3 separate regions of the Mus musculus genome follow, and all the other regions are linked to region 3. A link is a contact called in public Hi-C and HiChIP or PLAC-seq data. All regions are on one chromosome and are shown on one strand. The core of a region is the stretch at or near the end of the contact, and the rest is flanking DNA. Distances in the headings are between cores, read along the strand shown.

What was found. Hi-C and Micro-C count contacts between places; a contact is called where the count stands out from the background. HiChIP or PLAC-seq counts read pairs in DNA pulled down with a chosen protein or histone mark.
Region 1: a Hi-C map of adipose-derived mesenchymal stem cells shows a contact between it and region 3, with 1.8 times the contacts expected there. The contact joins two enhancer-like sites. A contact is called at or near these places in 2 of 39 promoter capture datasets (the 3T3-L1 cell line and hippocampal neurons), 10 of 484 Hi-C or Micro-C datasets (adipose-derived mesenchymal stem cells, cardiomyocytes, cortical neurons and 7 more) and 1 of 9 other capture datasets (embryonic stem cells).
Region 2: an H3K27ac HiChIP or PLAC-seq map of trophoblast stem cells shows a contact between it and region 3, with 7 times the contacts expected there. The contact joins two enhancer-like sites. A contact is called at or near these places in 17 of 39 promoter capture datasets (the 3T3-L1 cell line, 3T3-L1-derived adipocytes, the HPC-7 cell line and 7 more), 2 of 15 datasets of contacts at CTCF or cohesin (embryonic stem cells and large pre-B cells), 14 of 484 Hi-C or Micro-C datasets (the C2C12 cell line, the G1E-ER4 cell line, bone marrow-derived macrophages and 6 more), 5 of 115 datasets of contacts at active chromatin or transcription factors (bone marrow-derived macrophages, cardiomyocytes, embryonic stem cells and 1 more) and 3 of 9 other capture datasets (adipose tissue, embryonic stem cells and macrophages).

Annotation. Positions count from the first base shown.
Region 1 is chr12:104,001,536-104,004,235 of GRCm38.p6, reverse strand. The region is part of intron 2 of Serpina9 (serine (or cysteine) peptidase inhibitor, clade A (alpha-1 antiproteinase, antitrypsin), member 9); the gene reads left to right. Among named protein-coding and RNA genes, the nearest start is that of Serpina9, 11 kb to the left of the region's middle. Within about 2 kb of position 1,320, at least 88 of the 459 cell types and tissues checked have an H3K27ac peak or open chromatin away from gene starts, as enhancers often do. A contact at or near this core is called in adipose-derived mesenchymal stem cells, where this site is marked.
Region 2 is chr12:104,414,351-104,417,050 of GRCm38.p6, reverse strand. No RefSeq gene overlaps it. Among named protein-coding and RNA genes, the nearest start is that of Gm24334, 3.7 kb to the left of the region's middle. Within about 2 kb of position 1,345, at least 100 of the 459 cell types and tissues checked have an H3K27ac peak or open chromatin away from gene starts, as enhancers often do. A contact at or near this core is called in bone marrow-derived macrophages and trophoblast stem cells, where this site is marked.
Region 3 is chr12:104,184,993-104,187,692 of GRCm38.p6, reverse strand. No RefSeq gene overlaps it. Among named protein-coding and RNA genes, the nearest start is that of Serpina3f, 28 kb to the left of the region's middle. Within about 2 kb of position 1,297, at least 38 of the 459 cell types and tissues checked have an H3K27ac peak or open chromatin away from gene starts, as enhancers often do. A contact at or near this core is called in adipose-derived mesenchymal stem cells, bone marrow-derived macrophages and trophoblast stem cells, where this site is marked.

The DNA.
Region 1 (2,700 bases), core at 71-2,570, 180 kb after region 3:
TGCTTTTGGGAGTTCCACCATGTGTGTATTGCTCTGCCTGAGGGTATATCCCAGCTTTTCATCTTCCTCCATCTTTGTCTCAGTACTCCTCATATTACAGACTTATCAATACATTTTCTAGCTCAGTGTTTATTGTCTTCTGTTAGCTCTCATCTGCTGCTGAGTCTCTCAAGTGAAACTTTCATTTCTGCTACCATATCTTCCAATTCTACTCGATGACTTCGAATCATTTTTCTAACTGCAAGCAAAAGCTTATTAAATACAGTTTTTTTTAAAAGCTCCTTGAGGATGTTCAAAATAGCTGCTTTGACACGTTTGATTAATGAGGCCCATATCTGGCTCTCCTGAGGAACACGTGCTCCCCACCCCCTAAAGTTTGGGGGCATATTTTCTTGTTTCTTTTCATATCGATTTTTTTTGTTTGCTTTCTTTAAAACATTTAAATTATTTATTTTAGCTGTGTGTAAGCACATGTGTATCGTGTGTTGTGTATTTATGGCTGCCTATGGAAGAGGACATCAGATCCCCTGGAACTGGAGCTACAGGCAGTTGTAATCTGGGAGCTGAACTGAGTCCTCTGTAAGAGCAGTGAGAGTTCCTAACCTTAGAGCCATCTCTCTAGACCCTTGGTATGTTGTTAATAATGTAAATCTATTCTAGACATGAACTACTTCCCCTTCAGAGGATTAGTCGTTGCTGTTCATTGGAGCAACCTGTAGCTTCCTGTTTCTTCAGAATGGATTCTTTAAAGTCACAGACGTCTTCTTAGCTGGCAGATCTCCCAATATTTGTAGAGGATCACTGTGTGTATTATGACTTGCCATCCACACTCTGCTCGAAGTCTGTAATTTTGACTCACCCTTTATTTTCTGTCTGTGCACCCCCCAGGCCAGCTGTCAGTGAGAGCTCTGAATCGCCCAGATAGTTTCCAAGCTGCCTACAGCTTTACTCATGTCTGGGGCCTCTTTGTGTTGAGATATGGGGGAGGTTTCCAAATCTCCTGTAAACATTTGATTCTTTAGCTATTTATTTGTTTATCTCTCTGCCATCTTATCTCTTACCCATCCTCCAGCCAGGAAGTGAGGACACTCGTTGCATATGAAATACACTCCCACACCTCTGGGTAGAAGACAGTAGGCACCGAGTGTACTTCAATCGGTTGTGAGGGGAGACTCCCCATTACGACTCAGCCATTTGCCTTGAATGGCCTCTCCTTGGGTCACCACGGCTGACTGGGACCATGTTTAGAGAAGGGTGGCTATGCAGAGGGACTTGCTTGGTCAATTTTGCTGACAGAACCTTCCTCCTGTTTTCTGTTTGCCCTCCTAAGCAGTGCGGTTAGTGCATTATTTGTCTTGACTGTTATGCATTGCTGGAGGTGTTTCAGAGTTCCGCCTGCTTGTCTTGGCAAATGTCCTCGGGGAGATGATATTTGCCTTGGCTGAACCCCAAGTCAGATTAAATACTGGCGGCTTTTATAAGTCATTCTCCTGGTGTTGCAGGAGGCAGGTCAGATAAAGACAATTCCTTGAGAATGAGTCTAGGACTATTTTTGTTTTGAGATATGCTTTCTCTGTGTAGCCTAAGATAGCCTCAAACTCACAATCTTCCAGGCTTGGCCTCCCGTGTTCTGGTATTGCAAGTGTGAGCCACTATGTATGGCCTGAGAATGAGTCTTTAGAGTATTCCAGCCCCATCTGGATATCACTGCAAATGTGGGCTGTGATTTTCCAAGACCATACAGAAGGAAGAATGAGGTGTGGTACTCAAGCCTGTTGGAATGCCACAAACTTTACCACTTCTAACGAGACCCAGTTTATTTTCTTTAATATCTTGTTTCTCAGCTGTAAGAATCTGAGGATTTTCAGAGTTCTAAAGGAATTGATTTTGACCACTGTTGGCAGGAATGTGTATGTGTGTGTGTGTGTGTTTATATGTATGCAAGTGTGTGTATGGTGTGAGTGTAGTGTTTGGTGTGTGTGTGTGCATATGTGGTGTAATATTTATTGTATATTTGCAAGTGTATATGGTCTGTGGGGGTATACATAGTATGTTGTGTGTGTGAAAGTCCATGTAGTAGTGGGGATATGTGGTATGTATGGTATATTTGAGTGGGTATGCAAGTACATATATGGTATGTGTTTATGTGTTTGTGTGTGCAGGTGGTATATGTGTATGGTATGTATATGTAAGTAGTGTATGTGTGTTATGTATATGCGAGGAGTGAATGTGTGATATATGTGATACACATGTTTGTCTCTCTCTCTCCTTCTCTATGTGTAGTGTAAAGTATGGTGTGAACATGTGTTATGTATACATATATACATATATGTACACATACACACACACATACATATATATATGTGTATGTGTGTGTTATGTGTGGTATAGAGTGTGTGTATGGTACGGTGTGTGTGTAAAGGGTTTGTGCGTGGTGTATGTATGTTATAGGTATGTGTGTATGTGAGATGTATATTATGTACATATGTGTGTGTTGGGGGATATATGGTGTGGTATTTGTAGTAAGTATACATGTATGGGTTTGGGATCAAAGTCTGGGCCTTGCAAAGCTAGTTATCGTGGTTTTTATGGAAAATTGAGTTTTTATAGGTCCTCTTCTGCCTGTTTTTACCTTGCAGCTTTCAGGGTTGTAAAGCGCCCTCCTCTTCTGCACTGACTTCAGCCCTCCCCCCTTTTGCA
Region 2 (2,700 bases), core at 96-2,595, 230 kb before region 3:
AGGCAGAGGCAGAGGCAGAGGCAGAGGCAGAGGCAGAGGCAGAGGCAGAGGCAGAGGCAGAGGCAGAGGCAGAGGCAGAGGCAGAGGCAGAGGCAGAGGCAGAGGCAGAGGCAGAGGCAGAGGCAGAGGCAGAGGCAGAGGCAGAGGCAGAGGCAGAGGCAGAGGCAGAGGCAGAGGCATCTCTTTGAAGCCAGCCTGGTTTACAGAGTGAGTTCCAGGACAGCCAGAGTTATGCAGAGAAACCATGTCTCAAACAACAACAACAACAACAACAACAACAACAACAACAACAACCACCACCACCACCAACAACAACAAAAGGTTCCCAAAATCCAAACAAACAAACAAACAAACAAACAAACAAACAAGAATTTTTTTCCTCTTCTCCCCCATATAGTTCTGGGAGCTCTCAGTGTGGCACAGCTGTCAGATGAAGGGAGCTGGGTGGGTTAGGTGTCTATACACAGCCCTTTCCTCAAACAATAAAATCCCTCAAGCTGCTTGTCAGTGACAGAAAAGCCAAAATGGTGACCCTGGACCACAGTAAAACTGTCACTAATTACATCCACAGTCTTCATAGATGGGTTTTTCTTTTGGGGAGAACACTGGAATTTGAACTCAGAACCTGGTACATAGAAAATGCCCTAGCACTGAGTCATTCCTGAGCAGGTGTGTAATGTGTGTCTGTGTGTTTGTGAATGTGTATGTGTGTACACGTGTGCACAACCCTCTTCTTACATTTTTGTTTTGCTGCAGCGCCTCACTAGGTTGCCCTACTGACCTTAAACTCCCTGTCAGATTTTTCCTCCTTGGCCCCAGAAGGTGGAATGTTCCAAAGGATACTAAAATGTGCTTCTATTTCTCCTCGCTGTGAAAGGACAAAGCCAGGGAAGTGGCAAGGAGGGATTGCAGCTGGCCAAGTCCTCCTCAGCAGGCCTGGAGGTGACAGAGAGGAGCTCTACTCCCCACCCCCACAGACTCTGGGCAGAGCCTGGTGTCTGCGACTCCATCTTTGACAAAAGTTCCCCTGCAGCTGGGCCTTTCCTCTGCTGCCCAGCCCTTTCACATCCTTAAAGCTCAGAGAACCTCCCTCAGGTCTCACATTTCATTCCTGCCTAGGAAGGTTTTCCAGTGTCTAGTTTTAAGCTATGTTAGTCACTGCTCAACAGATTGCATGCCCATTGATGAGTCATCCCCTCCCTCCTCCCCTTAGCTCCTGACAACCGTTAGAACATCCTTTATACTCACGAATCCTCCTGTTCTGGATATCACATGTCTGTGACTCACATCACACAGGCCCTACTGTGTCTGGCTTCTTTCCCTGTGAGCATATTGGCAGGCTCACACACAGAGTGTAGGAAATGGCACCGCCCTCATTTGTCTAATGTAGTAATAGTGTGTGGCCTGAGCAAACTCTGCTCATTCATGCATCTGTTGGGGGACCCTTGATTCACAAGCCCTTTGCCAGCTATGAGAAGCATGGTGGACGCTGGCTGCAGTGCCTGCCATGTCCTTGCTTCCTGTTCCTCTGAGTACCTGCCTAGAGTGAGATTGCTGCATCAACCTCTCCAAGGACGATGCACCATTCTCCAATTCCTACTGCTGCATAGGAAGGCTTGGAATTCTAGCTCTCCTAGGCTGTGACAACCACACATCACCTAGAAGGACAGTGCTGTAGAGGGTTCATCACCAAGGCAATTTACTGGCCAAGAGACAGGGGACCACTCTGCCCCTAGGGAATGAGGAGAAGTACACCCTAATATCTAGGTTTTAGACTCGCATGAGAGGTAGATTCAGACTTTGGCCACAGGTTCCAGACCCAGCTCATCTCACAGGCAGCATTAGATGCATTCAGCACCAGGCTCCTTAGACACCTGGTCTGAGAGCAGAAAGGATGGAGGGATATAGCTGGATCATGTCAGTACCCATGGAGTGCATGTGGTGGTCAGTTTAAGGTCTCAACTGACACTTAGGCACATTGTAATGGTTGGGATACTGGGCTGCTTTCAATAGAGGCCCCCATTCTTATCTCAATCCAAGGTCTTAATGGTGTAGCATCTCAGTGCTGGCCAGGGAAGGGATCATGTGTGTGTGTGTGTGTGTGTGTGTGTGTGTGTGTGTGTGTGTGTGTATGAGTGTGATTCTCTGCTGACCACAGGTCCACCTGTCAGTGTGTGTTCTTAGGTCCCTTGAGACTCAAATGTATCCCAACCTGGACAGCTTTCCCTCTGCCTGCAGGCCTCTGGCTGTTTCCAGGCTCCCAGGATTCTCCTTGGACACCACCCAGCAGCCCACACGAAAGCACCTTGGCCTCTGTCCCAGGATACCTTCCATCTGAGCAGAAATACTTAGACCTTAGAACAGAGCTCACATCCTGGTCCCAGGCCCCTTGTGCCGTCTTGAAAGCATCCAGAGTCTTGTTTTATCACCCACCTGTTCACCACCACTGTCAAGCCTTAGGAACAACAGACTTCTCAGCTTGGTGAAGGTTGGCTGTGTCTGAGGCGTCAGCAAACTTGGAATACCATAATAACTTAGCTGTGTGTCGGGGGAAATGGCTAAGCTTCTCTGTGCCTCAGTTTCCTCATCCATAAAGGGACTCATAATAGCACAGAGGCCAGAGGGCCATCCCAGGAGTCACAGAGTGTGAGTGACAATCTCTATGTGCCTGTTGTCATTAGAGGCTACCCCTTGCCAACA
Region 3 (2,700 bases), core at 48-2,547:
TTCCCCACAATGACCATGTGCCTAACTGCCAGTCAAGGCTCTGAACTGGTTGCCACGTGAAGTCCATGAGTAGTGACATGACTCAGCTATATCCCTCCATCCTTTTGGTTCTCTAATCAAGTATTTAAGGAGCCTGGGCTTGACAAAATCTCATGCTACTAAATGTGGTGGGTCTGAAACTCATTGCCAAATTAAAGTCCATCCAATAAGGGAGTCTAGAGCCTAGATATCTGGGTTTGCTTCTCCGCATTCCTTGGGAGCTGACATTTTGCATTCCTCTTGCCAACCAGATATTGTCTTGGTAAAGAAGCCTCTAAAGGAAGAGGCCCAGTGTGCAGTAGAGGTGACACTGTGGAGGGGAAAGATAGGAGCCTGGAAACATTGCTGTCCACTGCGGTTCACTGCCTGGGAACTTCCTGCATGGCTCAGTGGTTTCTACAAGCTGAGCATCCATTTCTTAAAATTTAAAAATCGAGGCAGCAGAGGGGTGTAGTCTCTCTCACTCAATTATGTTTTTCTTCCTTCCTTCTGTCAATGGCCCACTGTGTCTAATGAAACTCAGACATATAGAGACACCTTGAGATTTTAACCCAACCACCTGACAGAGGTCATTGTCAAGGTTTCATGTCTGCTCACCAATAATCAGATAATGTCTGCCATGCAGCACTATGGGATAGGAAGCAATAGTGCCGACAATAGTTATAATAACCATCAATGTCCTAGATGCCACCTCTACCCTCACACAACACGAAGCCCTGCAGCTACATCATAGAAACAGCTTCCAAATGGAGGCATTTGACGAGAACTTGTCAATCTAGGTGATGTTTGGTTGGCCCAGCCTTGCAGGGCTGGAATTCCAAGCCTTCATGTGCAGCAGAAGGAACGGAGAATGGTGTAGCATCTTTGGAGAGGATGATGCAGCAATCACACTATAGGCAGGTGCTCAGAGGAACAGGAAGCAAAGACATGGCAGGTACTGCAGCCAGCGTCCACCATCCTTTTTCATAGTCAGCAAAGTGCTTGTGACTCAAGGGTTCCCCAACAGATGAATGGATGAGCAGAGTTTGCTCAGGCCACACACTATTACTTCATTAGACAAATGAGGGAGGTGACATTTTTCTGCTGCCTGTGTATGAGCCTGCCAATATACTCACAGGGAAAGAAGCCAGACTCAGTAGGGCCTGTGTCATGTGACCCAGAGACATGTGATCCCAGAACAGGCAGATTCATGTACATACAGAATCTTCTACTGGTTGTGGAGAGCTATGGGGAAGGAGAGGATGACTCATCAATGGGCATGCAATCAGTTGAGCAGTGACTAACATAGCTTAAAACTAGATTTAGAAAACCGGCTGAGACAGGCATCAAAATGTGAGTCCTCAGGGGAGGTTCTCTGAGCTTTAAGGATGTGAAAGGGCTGGGCAGTAGAGGAAACACCAGCTGATCGAAGTGACATTTGTGTGTGTTGTTGGGACATAGTGACAAGAATACAACATGATATAGGGCTCAGAACCAGATTCTGCCAGCGCCTTGGGAATGGGGAACAGAGTTCCTCTCTGACACCCTCATGACTGCTGAGGAAGATTTGGCCAGCTGCAGCTGCTCCTTCCCACTTTCCTGTGAGGAGAAATTGAAGCTTGTTCCATGTCATCTCATCCACTCCTTCTTTTGGGCCAAGGCGGAAATAGCTGATAGCAAGTTTAAGGTCAGTAGGTCAATGTGTGTAGTGAGGCAGTGTGTCAAACCAAAAAAGTAAAGAGAGGGCTGTGCACATGGATGCACACTTACACATTCACAAACAAAAGACACACGCTAAACACCTGCTCAAGAATGATTCAGTGGTAGGGCGTTTTCTGAGTATATATCAGGCTCTGAGTACAAACACACACACACACACACACACACACACACACACACACACACACACACACACACACACATATATATATGTATATATATATATGTTTATGTGTGTAGGTGTGTTTATATATATTTGCATATATATACACACATACATTTACTTGTGTGAATACATGTATATGAGTGTGTGTATATAGACACACAAATGTGTGTGTGTATGTATATATATATATATATATATATATATATATATATATATATCCCATATTTTCAAAATCAACAAATATGTTGATGCAAGGATGTTCAGGTTCTATTAGTCTTCTACACTTTTAGCTTGAACAAGGGGCACTTGGCTTTGAACTTGAGCCATTCAAGTTGCTACAACCAGAACATAAAAGAAGAAATAAATATAGCAAACCCACGTTTCCCAGGGAAACGACTGAGGCTGCTGGAACTCAGGTAGACTGCCTAAGGCTTCTGGCAGGAAGAGCATGAAGAACAGAACCCCTGCCTTACAGAAGTATCTCTGCAGTTAGTCAGCCATCCCTGACCCGGAGCCAACTGAGAAAGTTCCAGGGATGTAGTTGCTAAGGTTTATACTCTTCCTTAAAATGCAAACCCATTTTTCTGCATCTGAGTGTCAAGTCCTACTGACTGGCCATTCTGGCCTCAGAGGACATTTTCCCCAATGCTGTAAAAGCGGCCAGCAGCTTCAGCCCTGAAGCTGCCACAGCTGTGCTTCTAGCCACTGAACTTCCAGCAGCCACAGATAGCCAAGCCTTGGAGAATGAGTGCAAGTGACAAAGAACTCACACCCACCACCCCGAGCCCATGGTGGGG